Regions from separate parts of the Triticum aestivum genome. Here region 1 is linked to region 2. Evidence: chromatin contacts called from public Hi-C data. All regions are on one chromosome and are shown on one strand. Each heading gives the region's core, a stretch centred on a gene start, on an enhancer-like site or on the middle of the called end of the contact. The rest is flanking DNA. Distances are from core to core; before and after follow the strand shown. Region 1 holds the start of LOC123134496 (probable peroxygenase 5). Region 2 holds the start of LOC123138159 (nudix hydrolase 17, mitochondrial).

The links. Hi-C and Micro-C count contacts between places; a contact is called where the count stands out from the background.
Region 1: a Hi-C map of leaf shows a contact between it and region 2, with 5 times the contacts expected there. The contact joins the promoter of LOC123134496 here to the promoter of LOC123138159 in region 2. A contact is called at or near these places in 2 of 5 Hi-C or Micro-C datasets (leaf and an unstated tissue).

What each region holds. Positions count from the first base shown.
Region 1 is chr6B:584,349,352-584,352,569 of IWGSC CS RefSeq v2.1, reverse strand. LOC123134496 (probable peroxygenase 5) reads right to left here and starts at 1,350. Exons shown (of 5, transcript XM_044553747.1): 1 at 1,164-1,350; 2 at 963-1,070; 3 at 750-835; 4 at 4-224. The coding sequence starts at 1,248.
Region 2 is chr6B:584,064,662-584,067,606 of IWGSC CS RefSeq v2.1, reverse strand. LOC123138159 (nudix hydrolase 17, mitochondrial) reads right to left here and starts at 1,270. Exons shown (of 2, transcript XM_044558071.1): 1 at 764-1,270; 2 at 75-662. The coding sequence starts at 1,159. The coding sequence ends at 561.

The sequences.
Region 1 (3,218 bases), core at 101-2,600, 280 kb before region 2:
TACCATCCTTTGAAGTCACCCTCCTTCCTGTTGGCAGTGCGCATCGCATCCAGCTCGTCCTCGTTCAGGGCGTTCGGCTTGACCATGGCGTACTTGGTGAATATCTCGTTGAACTTGGCCGGAACAAACCTTCCTTGAGCATCGTACGAACCGCTGTCGCTCCCGTGGATCCCCTTCTGGATGTTCGCTATGTAGATGTCAAACCGCGATGTCGTAGCATTTTCCTGCATGTTATGTCTGTATCAGGTACTGTATCCACGGGTTCTGTACTCGTATCGGAGTAGGGTACACAGTTGCAGGTGCACACAAAAGGACGTGTTGGATAAGTGTGCTGCTGGCGTCTGAAGCGTAAAGCGTTTGTTTAGGCCGCCAACCTTGCCATATATGCACCAAACTAACTGACTTTGAGATTGGAGCCGGCAGCACGCCGAACAAAAATGACATTGTAAACTTGTAACCGTCGCTTACTCGTTTGTGCCAGCAGGAGAAAGGGATGACGCCATTTACTCTGATTAACATCTAGCATGCTTGGTGATTCGACCTTGATCATAGTAGTGTGTTCTTATATCTGAAGAATGCATTCTCGGTTAAGCTGGTGCACTATACTACTAGCGCTGCACACGAACTACCAAGTACTAACAACCCTGATGATATTTGACATGGATTAAGCGCCCAAGGGAACATGGAAACGGCATGTGATTGTGTACGCGTGTTGGGCAGTTGAAACGAAAGAAAGAGCATGGCCGTACAGGTCTGGTCTTGGGTCCGATGGCTCCGTTGATCAGGGTCGCGCTGGCCGTCGCCTCGAGAACTCCGAGACCGATGGCACGAAGCCCTGCATGCATGCACACAAAGGCCAAAATTAGAAGCCTGCGACGACGGCCAGCCGTCGATGCAAAAAAGAACCGAAACCGATAAACGAGGGGGCGGAGAAGATGCGTGACCGATGGTCGTTTCCTCACCTTGCTCGGTTTCGGAGAAGGTGACGATGCCGTCGTTGTCGGTGTCGAAGAACGCCACGTGCTTCTCCAGGTCCGTCGTCCAGGCCGGAGCCGCCGCCGCCTGGCTCCCTGTCAGAATCGAACCGAATATGTTAACAACTCAAACAGAAATGGGCAATACATAAAAAATGATCGTGCCCCGGCCGGAAACCGTCGACTTACAGGAGGACACGGCGAGCAGAAGCAGGAGAGGCGCGGCCGCCGCCGCGGGCAGAGATGACATCCGACGCTGGCCGGTGGCGCCCATCGTGTTAGGGCAGGCGATTCCTCCTCGCTCTCTCTCGACCCTTTCTCTCTCTCTCTCTCGCGAGCTGACTCCCGATCTATCTTTATCTTTCCCCTGATCGAGGCTGCGTCTGCGTGCCTCTTTGCCTCGACGTGCGGCCCTATTTATAGGACGGCCTGCGCCCCGGGTAGGCGTGTGGCGGCCTCGCCATCACAGGCGGCCTGGGGAGACCTCACGCGAATTCATTACAGCACAGAAACGTGGACCGCTGCCTGCAACAGAACGACAGACAAGCTTTGGGAATCCAGCACGATCGATCCCCAAACGGCTGGTGCGAAATCGCCAGATACGCTGCAAGTAAATGCGCGGGTGTAAATTTGGAGGAGAAATAAATATCCACCAAAAATTCAGATTGCGCACAGGCTGTGAGTGCTGATTTTTTATAATTTTTAGGGAAGGCTGTGAATGCTGATTAATGGAGAATATTTTTGTACTAGTATTTGTCGAGCACTGAAACATGCAAAACGGGAAATGCACATTTAACGTTAGATATTTTCCATGCATGGGCCGAACAGATACTTCTAACCAGTTTAACAAGGTCCACTACGACAAGACGGGCTCATTGCCACTAATAATCCAGCATTCACAGAGATGGCCGGCCCAAGTCAAGCGGACCGTACAGTTCCGCGAAATCACTAGTTGAGGAGTACTCGCTGCAAAGATCACTTCAACTTTTTCAGGTTGTGACAAGTCATGCACTGCATATGTGTCACTTGTCGCAACCTGAAATTTTTTCCTTTTTCGTAAATCTGTTTATTCAAAACGTTTTATCTCTTAAACCGTGCATTCAAATCTTGAATCACGTCGAGATATTCAAAACTAGATCCTATGTTGATAGGTTTTGACGAAAAAAAGTTCACAAAAAAACCGAACCGGGAGCACAGGTTTTTTCCCTTTCAGAAAGAGGCACGCCAGTGCCTCTCACGAAATCACAACCGTGCCTCTCGCGGAAGCAAAACCGTGACTCTCGCAGAAGGAAAAAAACGCATTTTTTCGTTTCCGAGGAGGCACGGCCGTGACTCTCACGAAAGCACAATCGTGACTCTCGTGAAAGAAAAGAACAAAAAACGTGTTTTTTCCGTTTTCGAGAGGCACGACTGTGACTCTCGCGAAAGCACAAATGTGACTCTCGCGGTAGCAAAACCGTGACTCTCGCGAAAGGAAAAAACAGAAAACGCATTTTTCTTCGTTTCCGAGAGGCACAACTGTGACTCTCGCTAAAGCAAAACCATGTCTCTCGCGAAAGCAAAACCGTGACTCTCGCGAAAGGAGAAAAAAACAGAAAAACATGTTTTTTTTCGTTTCGGAGAGGCACTGCCATGACTCTCGCGAAAGCAAAACAGTGCCTCTTGCGGAAGCAAAACCGTGACTCTCGCGAAAGGAAAAAAAAGAAAACGCATTTTTGGCGTTAAAAATTTTTTTTCCTGATTTTTTTATCGAAAAGTTAAGGAAGACCGGTGGAAAACCAAAACTTCGAAAAAACAAAAAATATAGCTAAAAAGCCGAAAACACGTGCAGAAAAATAAAAAAACAAAATCCGAAGGAAGCGCCCAGAGCGCGACATGTGGCAAATGGCTGAGAGCACGCCAAGTGGCGCTGATCATTGCGAGGCACCCGAAGGAGCGTTAACTAGTTGCTCTCACAGTTCGGCCGGTTTTCTTGGAACCCTCGCTCAAGGGAGAGCGAGATGGGTCGGCCTAGACACGAGCTTTTTCAAAAAAATATTCCCATTCAAATAATTTATTCGAGATTTTTCAAAAAAATGTTTGTGTTTTAAAAAAGGAATTTAAACAAAAATCCAGTCTTTCAAAATTTTCCAAATTCAGGAAATATTCAGCAGCTTCATAAATGTTCATTTTTTAGAAAATTTGTTAAACATTTTGAAACATTATTCATGATTCTCAAATTTTGATCACATATTCAAACTTTGT
Region 2 (2,945 bases), core at 21-2,520:
ATGGCGTGCGCAACTTTTTTTCTGATGAAACACATACAGCGGTAGATTTTTCCTTTGTGGTGGTAGAATAGTAGTAGTAGTAGCAGTACTCGTTTGATTGATCGATCGTGCCACCAAGAAGCGGTTTCACTAGAATTAATTTACAATTTGATCTTTTACTCCCAGAGCCTAAGGAAAGAATCGTGAGCATGTTCGTTCGGCAGTGTTTTTGACAAGTTTTCCTGCCCCGTTCGCTTTCGATCTCTACCTCACACATTTCTAAGTTCGTCCCCATTATTTGCCGCGACGACGACGACGACGACTCTGCGCCTCAGGAAAGCGTCGACGCGCGCGTGCCATCGTGGATCCCAGTCCGTCTCTCCGGCAAGGGCGGCCAAATATATGCTCCGGTCCGGTCGTCGTACGACACCGGACACGCCGGCAGGCCTGCCGCTGCACCGAGGAAAGAAGAGAGAGAGACGACGAGGACGACGGACGGACGTTGGTGCTCGCTCCCGGCCTCTTCTCGCGAGAGTCGCGCGCGCTCGAGCTCCAGTCACCCCGCCAGCCCGCTTGGCTGCTCACAGGGCGGACTGCGGCTTGGCGTGCCGGGCGACGAGCTCCTCGAGCGCCTCCCGCATCCAGCAGTGCTGGCATCCCTCCATGACCTGCTGCACAGTTGCCTGTTCAAACAAATCGGAAAGCACACGTTTAGAAGGCATGTTCTTGGCTCCTAATTTGACTTCGCAGCAGCTAGATTGAAGAAGCAAGAAGCTGTACTCACCCAGGTGCGCTTGCGGGACGCCATCTCGGGCCACTGCTGGAGCTCGTCGGTGACGCGGAGCGGGTACATGATGCCCTCGTAGGTGGTCTGGTAGCGGCGGCTCTGGTAGTGCCAGCAGCCGAGCACCTTGCCCATCTCCCCGCGGACGCCGGCCTCCTCGAGGGCCTCGCGCCGTGCCGCGTCGTCCATGGACTCGTCCAGCTCCCACCCGCCCTTGGGAAACATCATGCCGTGCCCCTTCTGCGAGCTGATGACCAGCACCTCCAGCTCGCCCTCGCCGTCGCTGTCGCCGCCGTCGCGCATCCGGTACGGGATGCACCCCACCACGATGCGCCCGCCGGTGCTCGCGCTGTACCGCTGCAGCTCGCGCCCCTGCCTCGCCACAAGAACGGCCATCGTTCGAATCTTTAGCTAACTAGACGCTCGTTTGGTCGCAAGAAGAAGAAGATGAGAGATGGATGGGTGGATGCTGGAGTAGCAGCTGTTGGTTTGCGGCCATGAAGCTGCGCATCCGGGGTATTAATAGGCGGCGAGCGGCTGGGGCCGATGGAGTTATTGCTGCTGCCGTATGGCTGTTGCGAGCGGACGAGTAGGTAACATGGGTGGAGCATGGGCTATGGACCAGCACCAGATTAGCTGGGCGTGGGTGTGGCTGTGGACGCGGCGCTCGGGCCCTCCGCCCAGGGTTGCCGTTCCGAGGTAGGGCATGGCGCGGCGTTCACGGACAGGGAAGGTAGGATCCCATGCTCCCATCCGTGCTCCCACTTCATCCTATGACTGTTATTTTCTCTTTTTCTTTTCTAATCTAATCATCTCCCCCCCTAATTTTCAGGGGATGGGGCCGGACTTTATTTTTTTCCAATCAAATCAAGCCACGTACGCGGGAGCACAGATGGGAGCACGGGGAAGGAGCAGGCAAGTCTCGTCCGGATCCAAGCACAGGCGCACAAGGTTTTCCGTTTCTTTCCTGAACGGTCGTTTTGTTTGGCTGCCTGGAATTAGGTACTCCTTCAGTGGGGGTGATGTTTCCAAACTGAAGGAAATTTGAGCTGGTATTTTCCTTTCATAGAGTAATACTTCTTGCTCTCTAGTCATATTGCAGTGCTTAGATCGCAATCTTGCAAGGAAATATTTGCAACATCTAGGATTTGAATAGCATATATTTGTGAAAGGAAAGACAAGATGCTTGTCTACTTGCAACATAGGAAAAAATTGTGTGCACTATTTTCAACTTTGGAGGCTGGGAGGAGTTGTGCGTTCATACCACGTGGCTTTTACTACATCATTCTGTTAATGAAAGCTTCCATGGTGCGTTCATAGCAATGTGGAGCTATGGTTACCACACAATAATAAGGGATAACACTTCTAGGAGGAAAAACACATAACCGTTTTGCTTGGTGTTGCCTCCGTGCTTGGAAAAGGGAAGTGAGTTTTGTCCGAAATCAAATGATGCAAAGTTTGACCGATTTTTATATGATAAACTATCAACAATTACAATACCAAATTAGTATTCTTACACACACAAGAATATATTTTTGGAAATGCTAAAAATCGGACATAAGATTAATACACATGGGAAATAAAATGTTTGTCATGGCAGTTTATATTGACGTAAGGATGGCAAATTTAATTGGCGAGCATGACGATTTTCTAAGAAAACAATAAACTTGGACGGATTTGCCATGCTTGCCAACTAAATTTGCCACGCTCGAAAAACATAATTTGTCATAAAAAATGCTTAATTTGCGATGCCTAAAAATCTGATGCCTGGTGGGCCTTCCGTCCCATTGAAGGACGATGGTGAAGACGCTGATGATGATGGTCTGTCGGTCGCCTCGGAGGCCATGCCTACAAGGCCACCATCTTGTCCCTTGCTTAGTTTAGTTTGGGTTTAGATAAAACTAGAAAGATTTGTTGTGCTTTGCTACGCCATTGGTGTTGTTGGACTTTTGTTATTTGGTTTGGTCTGTGAGGGTGATGATGGACTATTTCTTTTTTATATAGTGCGCTGTTTTGATGAGCTATTCATGTATATGTGATCTTGTATTTTCTGCTAATCAACCCACATGCGTGGGAAGGGTGTTTTGCACTAGTGGACGCTTGTACTATACTGGTTTTACAGTGTTGCATGTTGGCGCTTCTTCTCTGCCAGGTGCTGGGAGGGTGTGTGGGATTGACATAT